2 separate regions of the Mus musculus genome follow, and region 1 is linked to region 2. A link is a contact called in public HiCAR-type data. All regions are on one chromosome and are shown on one strand. The core of a region is the stretch at or near the end of the contact, and the rest is flanking DNA. Distances in the headings are between cores, read along the strand shown.

Region 1 (4,861 bases), core at 1,975-4,474, 500 kb before region 2:
TGGATATTAGTCCCCTATCTGATTTAGGATAGGTAAAGATCCTTTCCCAATCTGTTGGTGGTCTTTTTGTCTTATTGACGGTGTCTTTTGCCTTGCAGAAACTTTGGAGTTTCATTAGGTCCCATTTGTCGATTCTCGATCTTACAGCACAAGCCATTGCTGTTCTGTTCGATCCTCAGAATTCTAATGGTCAAAAAAGAAATTAATTTTGCAAGTTGTCTTTCTCATTTACATGAACACCATAACATGTATACACTCACACATATACACACATACCTCACCAACATATAAATAAATAAGCAGAATTTGCATGACAATTTCTAATAACAACCTTCCTGGCAAGATATCCCTACTGTACAATAATGATATGGATGTCATGGGGGTAACCAACCACTTTCTGATTGGCTTTAAGGCCAGTTCTACAAGAGGGAACCTATTCCTGGCATAATTATCAGGGCTATGAACCAAGATATGGAGGGTCATTGGGCCCAGGGAAGAACCTATTATTATCATTCTACTAATGGGACATAGCACTAAATCAACTCCTAATTAAAGAAGTTTCTATTTGTAATAGAGAACTTGGACTTCTATGTTATACATGCTTATCCTCCCAAGGCTCTGTGGTGGTTTTAGAAGAGGGGGAAGAAAGACTGAGTATAAGAGTGAGAGGTGGTAGATGAGTCCAGGAAGCAGTATTTTCCAGACATAATAAGGCTGTTACATGTATGACCGCACGGCAGTTGTGACAACATGCACAGAATCTGTGAAAACCCAAGCTGGACAAAATCTAGCTGAAGAGAAATTGGTGACTGATAGTTGCTGAGGGAAGATGAGTTAGCTTTCTTTAAGGTTATGATCTTTAGTAGGTCTAAGATGCTCCAGTGGATGGCCACACAGTTAACACTGTATAAGCTACACTAATAGGACTTGGTGGTTTTTTAAAATTTTTATGGGGATGCAAAATTGGGTGGGTGTGATGGGGGTGTATCTGGAAGGAGGTGGGAAAGGGGAAGAACATGTTCAACATATAATGTATGAAATTCTCAAATAGCTAATGAAATATTAATGTAATTTAAGGGTATAATATCAGTGAAGAGATAACTGCCTGTGTAGTAGGGGATTAGAACCATGCAGTCTTACCATTCTTCACCTTGGATCTTATCTTATTCATTCATTATTTAAATTATATATTGGCTGAGTGTGGTGATGATGTATCCTAGATCATGGGAATCAGAAGCAGGCAGATATTTGAGTTTGAGGCAGGCCTGATTTACAGAGTGAGTGCCAGTGCAGTCAAGGTTACACAGAAACATTTAATTTCAAAAGGACACAAAACAAAGCAAAGCAAAACAAAATAAAATAAAACCTGTCTGTACATTCTCTCTCTCTCTCTCCCCCATCCATCCACACATCCATGTATCTATGTATGTATCCATTGTATTTATTATCTATCTATCTATCTATCTATCTATCTATCTATCTATCTATCTATCCATCCATCCATCTATCTATCTATCTATCTATCTATCTATCTATCTATCTACCTATCTATCTTCTGTAATCATTATCTACACACACACACACACACACACACCACATGCATGCACACGCTGCTATTAATATATGCCAGATCCTGTTTTGAATGCCGTTGATTCAGTCTGCCTTACAGGATGCATTTTCTCATCACTAGTTGGAATCACCATCTGAAACATGGTGAGACAGAATGAGACTGTGCTATGTGCTAAATCAATTTTATCAACAGAAATAGGTTGGTGACAAAGGCATGGGAACATTAGTGGTCCAGCTACTGAGTGCTGAGATACAAATGCAGTTTGCATTAACCAGGAAGAGGAACATAAGACTCATTTTGAAACATAAAAGGACTGCCTTGAATCCTGCCTGTTTTTTAAAATTGTTATTATTATTATTATTATTACAGAATTTTACCAATATCAGCCCAATGTTAAATGTCATTTGGAATTTATAGTGAAAAAGACAGGCAGCTTACTCCTATACATTATTTGTCATTTGTGCAAGAAAGTGTTTTAAAGGTTAACCACTGAAATGCTATTATTTGTTGAATAATAATTTGACTATACTTCAGAGTATATATATATATATTTCCTAGAACACACACTCTAAAACTTTGCCAAAAAACTCAACGTTTGTCTCAGTCTGTGGAATGAATTTACACAAAGGAATGTTTAAAGGATTATCTCCTGAGATATGTGTGTGTGCACATGTGTGTTCTCAGATTTTCCAAGTTTTATTTATGAATGACTAAAGCTTTCTACATGTCTCCTATTGTTGTGACAGTCTTTGGAATGAGGGTCTTTTCTACTTTGGAGTAAAGTCTTATTTCTTTTCCTGAGATTTGTTAAGAGATTAAAAACTCTGTGCCATAAAAATCTATACAAAAAAACTCTGCTAAATACAAAATCTAAATTATTCTAGAATATTTTATTGAGTGCCTTCCATAGTATGTATGTATGTATGTATGTATGTATTTCTTTCCCTAGTTGGAAATACCATGCAAAAACTAAAAGCTCAAGAGAGCTTTATTTACTAGGTGAGCAGGTGGATTTGGGGGAGCCAATGTCAATGTCATGAATCATTTATCTTGGGTGCCAATCAAGGTAGCCTAGAGGTGACATCATGTCAGGCATTGTTGAGTCTGTAATCTCTGGAGTGAGGCAGAGCTCAACCAAGTCTCACTTTTCATCCTTCTGAATTGTGCTTCTTTTGGCAAGTTTGTTAACTTCTCTCATCTTGCTGCCCCAACTATAAGACAAGGAGAATAATAACAATGGTAATCGTTACCTCATTAAATTGAGGGGACTAAATGAGATTAAAATTAGAGAACACCACTTCATGGGACTTGCAGAGTCTAGGAATGGGAAAGAAAATCACAGGTCATCCAGTGGAGTCTTTGCAACTGTATTTGATAACTATTTAAATAAATCCAACTATTAACTTTTCCTCCATAGAGTATCTTTAAAGGAATTAGTGATTTGAATAATAATAAAAAATTATGTATGCATGTTTTAAATGTTAGCATTCTAATACTTTCATAATCAAGTCATGTTCTGATGTTTCGTTTCACTGGGATTCATTTGGGAAGAAACTCATCGATTTCTCTGAGTCTCACTACTAAGTCTCGCCAGTGCCTGGTGACCACACCCAGATCTCCATGGTCCTTTGCAGCCAAACAATAATAAGCTAAAACCGTGACTGTTGTTGCTGTGAGGAGCATGAGGTGCTGACCCAGGAATACGAGATTTGAGCTGATGATGTCAGTAGCTTCTAAAATAGCTTACTTAAAAAATCTTGCAGTGACCTCAGCTGCACTTAATCCCACTAGCTCATGTGGATGGGAGCAGGAAATGTAAGACGGGCAAGTGATACCTGGAGCTCCAAGCTGATGTGTCCTAGGAAGCTGGTTTTATGAAATCACTTGTCTCAAAACGTGGAAGAATCAAGACATCCTTAGTATCTAGTGACCACCATGCAGCTGTAGACATATGTCCCTGGCTGTGTGAGCCTGGGGAAGCATCAGGCGCACGTGGTGTTTCTCAAGTTCTGTGAACTTTCCGTGATGACAACTCTGGCCCCCTTCAGTGTCTTTTGAGTATTTTGGAGATTCAGCAGATAACTCTGTGGAACCAGAGACAGTGATAGTACACACTGTGTTTCCTTTCTTCCTTTAAGCATTCATTTACATTTTAATTCTTTGACAATTTCCTAAGTGCATGTAATGCATTTTGCTCATCTCACCCTCACATGCTTCTCTCATGCTTCCCACCCCCATAGAACCCCTTCTGTTCACAAGTCCCTTCCCTACTACTTTCTTGTCACTGTTGAGTTTAATAAGGGCTGCTTGCATGAGCAAGGGTGAGGGCTTATTTACCGGCATAGAGATTAGTGACTTATGGCTATAGTACTAAAGGAAAGGATTTTCCCTACACCAGCAACAAATAACGGCCATTAGCTCCTCAGTGAGGGGTCATGAGCATATCAACCATGGATGATAGACTGTGATGGGTTTTGTCTTGTGCAATCAATTGTTGTGATTTCAGGAGTACAATGGTCATGTCATGTTTAGAAGATAGTATTTTGCAGCACTCTGCATTTTCTGCCTCTCTTACATAATGTTCTCTGAGCCTTAGAGGAGGGTATATACATGTCTTGTTTAGGGCTGAGAACTCAATACTTGCTTATCCTCAGCACTTTCAGGTGTGAGTCTCTGTGTTAACCATCACCTGCTGCAGAAAAGCATGTATGAATAAGACAGAGAGAAGCACTAAGCCATGATTAGAAACAAAAGTGTTTACAAAGCAGTTTGATACCATGTCCATTTAGTAAAATGACAGAAAGTTGCCTTTAAGGGTCTAGGACCTCCCCATGTATGGGCTTTTGACTAGATTGACAGAACAACTTGTAACTTCCCTCTTGAGAAGCAGGCATCCAATCTAAGCAGAAAGAAGAGGTAAGTTACCCCCCATGGCAATCATGTCATTATTTTACCAGTGGGCACCTGGGAAGATCGCCTGGAAGGTTGATACTATAGCTCATAGTGTTCCAAATAATTTTAGGTCATTGATGGCTTGTCTCTTCCAGAAGGATGAATAGCATCTTCTAGCTATATATAAGGTAGCCAACAAGGAGAAAGCTTCCTTCTCAGTCCCAAGTTAATTTCCTACAGTTTGTAATAAAAGTTTTTGGTACCTTCAGAAATGGGGTCTTATCATATTGTTCTTATGGGGAACAAAGAGCAATTACAAAAGCTTGTGTCATTTTGTGGACCTCCCTGACAGGGTACAGAGAGTAGAAAGATATACCTGGCAGTGAGACTTTTCACTTA
Region 2 (5,208 bases), core at 1,546-4,045:
AGAGTTCACCTTTATCCTCATCTCCAATAATCTTTGTCAAATTTCTTGATGATAACTATTTTGTTGAAGGGAGAGAGTATTTCAAAGTTGTTTAATTTTGCATTTCCCTGATGATTTGGAGTGATAAACACACTTAAGGACAGTTGGTGGTCATAGCGACTTCTTTTTATGAAAACTGTTAATTTGGTTCATCAGCCTATTTGCTGACTGGCCATTTTATTTTCTTGGTATTTAATTTATACATTTCTTTATAAATTCACCTCCTGTGATGCTTTGAATGCAGTGTTTCTTATTGACTCAGGTATTTGAACTCTTTATCCACAGTTTGGTGGGGCTGTTTGGGAAGGTTTAAGTGGTATAGGCTTGCTAGAGGAAGTCTGTCACTGAAGGCAGGCTTCAGGTGTTTACAGTATCAGCCCATGACCAGTTCTCTCTTGTCAATGTAACTTTTATTCATCTATTGTGATGGATGTCTTGGAGGCTTGCTATATGCTAACCTAGGCCTAGTCCAGGAAGCTTCTAACCTCCATACAATCTTATCTAGGCCTAGAATGTTTTCAGCCTCTGAGACTTAACTGATAAATAAACTCACACTTTCTTGGTCTTTCTGAACTCTTGCTGGTTCAACTCAGTTATCCTGGCTCAAAACTCCTCTACATGCTAACTGATTCAATTGGGCTTCTTTCAACTTCTGAATTGCTTTGCTCTGGATCTCATATTAGCTTTGGCAACATGTTCTAATCTTCTGGCTACTTCTAATTCTCTGGCTCGGTCTGTCTTTCCCTGTGTCTCTAGCTTGTTCTTTCTTCATTCTGTCTCTCAATAACTGCCCCAACAAAACTATCCTCCTCCTCCTCTTCCTCTTCCTTCTCTTCCTCTCCTCTTCTTTTCTCTCCCCTCCCCTCCTCCTCCTCTTTCTCCTTCTCTTCTTACCCTCTCTGGCCTTGCTCTCTTAAGTAGCTTCCCTTTCTTGTCTCTTATCATGAAAGTTGGGCATAACCTATGCCTGACTCATTCTATGAAATCTTTCTCAGATTCATCACTTTTTCTGCCAGTCAATTAGACAATAATTTCAAACATGGGTACAGACTAATTTTACCTTCCTTGTTTGGTTAAAGGTGTGTACTAAGGGCCTATTTGTATTCTAGCCCAGAGGAATTAAAGGTGTGTGCTAAGGTTGACATACACCACAACTAGAAACACGTTTTTTTTTCAGTAAAATAACACAATTTTGGGGTTCACAGTGTGACCAAATATCCTGTTACTCTCTCTAAGTCTCTCTGTCTCTGTTTCTCTCTGTCTCTCTGCTTTGTGTTTGAGACTGAGGATGTCAACTTCAGGCTTTTTCCTCCTGTCACCATATCTGCTGCTTGCCGTCATGCCTGCCCACCATGATGGAATTTTATCCTTCTAGAATTATAAGGCAAAATAAACCCTTTCTTCATTAAATTGCCTTGACCATGATATTTTATGGAATTAACCAAAAAGAGTAACTAATATAGCTCTTTTTCTAAAATATAGCAAACATATTGTTATACCTATTAAAATTCTGTTGTCATATCTCACAGAACTAGAACTAATACTCAATTACCAAAGACCACAGATAGCCAAAGTTAGTCTAAGAAGTAAGATTACAGATGGCATCATCACAACACCCAGTCTCAAATTAGACTACAGAGCTTTAGTGATAAAGACAGCGTAGTACTGGCATAAAAAGCAGATGGGTAGACAAATGCAACAGGATAAAGAACTCCCAAATAAACTAGCAAATCTGTGCCTGCCTAATTATTAACAAAGGAGGCAAACACAGTGAAAAGATAGTCTAGTTAACAAGTGGTTCTGGCCGACTGGATTTGTACTAGCAGAAACTGAATTCATTTATGTTACTTTGTATAAGAACTTATTCTAAGTGGATCAATGTTGATTTAGAACCCAAAATGCTAGAAATTCTAGATGAAAACAGGGGATACTTAAAACACTGGGGCAGACAAGAACATTCTGAACAGCAGATCAACAGCTTGGAAATTACTCTCAAGTATCAACAGATGGGATTAAGTTGTTGGGGTTTTTTTTTTGTTTTTGTTTTTTTTGTTTTTTGTTTGTTTGTTTGTTTTTTTGTACAGCAATGAAAACCCTTAATCAAGGTAAAATCTTTACTAGCCATACCTCTTTTTTTTTTTTTTTTTTCTAATTTGTATTTTAAGGAAGACTCTCACTGAACCTACACCACACCAATTTGTCTAGGCTGCTTAGTCTGCAAAGCCCCAGGGATCCCTGGCCTCTCCTCCCCACACTAGGATTACAGAGATGCCCCACTGCACCTGGCTTTTTCATATTGATTTTGGGGTTGAGCTCAGGTCTTCAGGCTGGCAAGGCATGAGTTTACTAAGCCATATTCTCATCCCAGCCCCCTTTCACTTTTTTCAACATTATGAAACTAAATCTTACAATTTTTAGGTATCAAATATCCAAGGAATTTATACTTGTGTCTTGAGGGCAATTAGATTGCTAATAGGAACTCCAGGATAAATCCTCTACGATGAGGAGAAATCTCAAAAGATGAATTTGAAGCTGGAAGTAGAAGCTCACATCTGTGATTCTAATACTTTGGAAAATGAGGCAGGAAGACTACCAAGAGTTCCAGGCCAGCCTAAAACAATTAATCGCAAAGAGCTGACTCTGATCATGTGATTAGGTGCTCGATGAGTACTTTCAACTAGTGATGTTAGTCACTCACTTTCGCATTTAGCTCATCTGTTCCCTTGGGCAACTTTTACTTTTCTAATTTAGAAGTAGTCCAAATTTGGTCCTGATGCCATGAATATTAGCAGTGTTGACCTTGTCCCAGCGGAAACAACCTCATCATCACCCTTGCTGCCAAAACCAAACAGAACATTCTGTGATCCTACTTTCAGATAAACAAGACAGATTAAAGATTTTCTTGCTGCTGTGGGTAACTGTGCGTGTCTCTAAAAGAATCCCAACACCTTCCTTGGACATCATGAAGCTCTGACTGATAGCAAAGAGCTATCTGAGAGGCAACGCACATCAAGTCTGTAAGTACAGTTCCAAAGCTGGGAATGTGGCCACACCAGGTTTGTATGTCTTACATGGAGAAGCCACGGAAGAACCCCTCACAATGAAGGAATACATATGACACTCTTTTCCCTTTGACTTCTTTCAGTGACAGGGTTTTATGAAACTCAGGTTCCATTCACTACAGGCTCTGGGCCAGTGTCAAGGCCTACTTCTTTTAGGATGAGCAAAACCTTTCTAAATTTCACTTGATTTTCACTTGTGCACTTTCTAATTTTTCATTCTATTTTTCTTTTGCTCATTCATCGAATATTTCCCAATTCCTGTTCTACGTGACTATGCCTGATACTCTCAGCTAATAATAAACGAGATAAAGGCCTTTTTTTTTTTTTTTTTTAAACAACAAAGCCACTTCCCCAAACAGGTACTTTACAGATGTTCCTATACATAGGCACAGATATACAGAACATCTTGACACAGTGCTTTTTACTGGGAGTTAAGGAAAGAAGTAAGTGTGGAGGTTTGGGTGGGAAGATGCGTTGTATTAAAGAGACCGAAAATAAACTGGAACCACAGTGACTGAAAGGGAAATGGGAGGACTGCAGCGAGGCAGTCAGGAGGTCCACAGGAGCATAGATTTTAAGTTAGCTGCAATAAGAAGCTGTGCAAGAAGCTAAAGGGAAGGACTCCAGATTGGCAGCATATTAAGAGTTTACACCTGGACCTGGAAGAGAAGAGCATGGTAGGGTGGTACAGGAATAGAGAGAAACTTGCAGGAGAATGCTGCAGCCTGCTGAAGCCAGGGAGAAGGTGCAGGAACTGACTGGTTAGGACTTCTGGGTGACCATCAGCTAGATGTTAAGGGGAAGGATACAAGAAAAATCATAGATGATGTTGGACAGAGTACATCTGCTTTCCTTTTATGTGTGAGAGGACCAGCTTATAAGGAAAAAGTTGGTTTGGTTTTGTTTCTCACACTTTTGGTCTACGATAAGTTGGCTTCAGCCCTGAGATAAGACAGTGCATCATTCAACAAGTATGCTTATGGAGAAAAGTGGATCATGTCATGTCCAGGACTCAACCAGAGACAAAGGAAGAGAACAGGGTCCCATAGTCCTTTTCAAATAAGTGACCTTACTTCCTTCTAATAGACCCCACCTCTTAGCAGTTCATCAATCTTCCTGTGGCATGAACATTTGGGAGCATGGGCCCTGCAGGGATGTTCAAAATCCATATTAGCTGAGGGAATATATGTATTCTAATGACTGATGTATACAACCACATGATGCCATGTCCAGGTGACTGAGATATGTGAGGGGCTGCAACATGAAGATCAGCACAGTACCATGTAAATGGGAAGCCCTAGAGACCAGTGTTTAAGAAAGGCAAGTGATTCTGAGATATCCTTGGGAAGTTCTCATCTTCCAGCTTATCACATGGTGTAGACATATGAAGGTCCCCCTTGGAAAGGTTTAGCAAACTACTGTTGCCAAAAGAAATGGACAGAATTTAATCTTCTACCCAGATTCAGAAGAAAGGACAGAAAATATGAGCAAACCTTGTGAGGAGCATGCTCACATCCCTTTATAAACATTCAGGACCAGAGCCCTGCACTCACTTGGAGGTTTGCCACTGGAATTTATCTCAGAAGCAGAGAATTAGTCACAGGATTGCAGGTAACCACAAAAGAGAGGAGGGACACAAACTAATCGCATAATGAGACCTTGAGTGCCAGCACTTGCACAGAGCATCTGTTAATCTTACAAACAATCCCGTGAGAAAGATGTGGCTTCCTTCATCTTTTAGAAAAGCAAACTAGAGCTTAGAGCCACTTGGGAACAAGCTCAAAGAATTATGCACAATATTCAGGGCAGGCTGAGTCTCTATCCTGGAGTACCATAATTACAATCCACAAGTCCCTCTCTCACAGACCAGAGACTTTAACGGTAATATGTACCATCAATTCCATCATCTTGCCTTGGCTGCTGAGCATCTGTCAGTGCAGGGATCACATAAAAATTGGACATTAGACCCAAAGTCCAAATGTCCTTTTCTGGATTTTTCTGTTGCCACCAGAGTGGCAAAGTCTTGTAAGACTCCGGGGAGCCTTAGCTTACCAGGGACACCTGAGTGAACCATGTGGAGTCAGGATCAACGCAAAAAGCAAGAGGA

The links. HiCAR-type assays count read pairs that join an accessible place to other places.
Region 1: a HiCAR-type map of fibro-adipogenic progenitors shows a contact between it and region 2, with 5 times the contacts expected there. The contact joins two enhancer-like sites. A contact is called at or near these places in 1 of 15 datasets of contacts at CTCF or cohesin (pro-B cells), 16 of 484 Hi-C or Micro-C datasets (B cells, the Ba/F3 cell line, CD4 T cells and 11 more), 4 of 115 datasets of contacts at active chromatin or transcription factors (bone marrow-derived dendritic cells, embryonic stem cells and fibro-adipogenic progenitors) and 2 of 9 other capture datasets (adipose tissue and liver).

What each region holds. Positions count from the first base shown.
Region 1 is chr11:17,027,579-17,032,439 of GRCm38.p6, reverse strand. No RefSeq gene overlaps it. Among named protein-coding and RNA genes, the nearest start is that of Plek, 21 kb to the right of the region's middle. Within about 2 kb of position 3,224, at least 3 of the 459 cell types and tissues checked have an H3K27ac peak or open chromatin away from gene starts, as enhancers often do. A contact at or near this core is called in fibro-adipogenic progenitors, where this site is marked.
Region 2 is chr11:16,526,163-16,531,370 of GRCm38.p6, reverse strand. No RefSeq gene overlaps it. Among named protein-coding and RNA genes, the nearest start is that of Sec61g, 20 kb to the right of the region's middle. Within about 2 kb of position 2,795, at least 12 of the 459 cell types and tissues checked have an H3K27ac peak or open chromatin away from gene starts, as enhancers often do. A contact at or near this core is called in fibro-adipogenic progenitors, where this site is marked.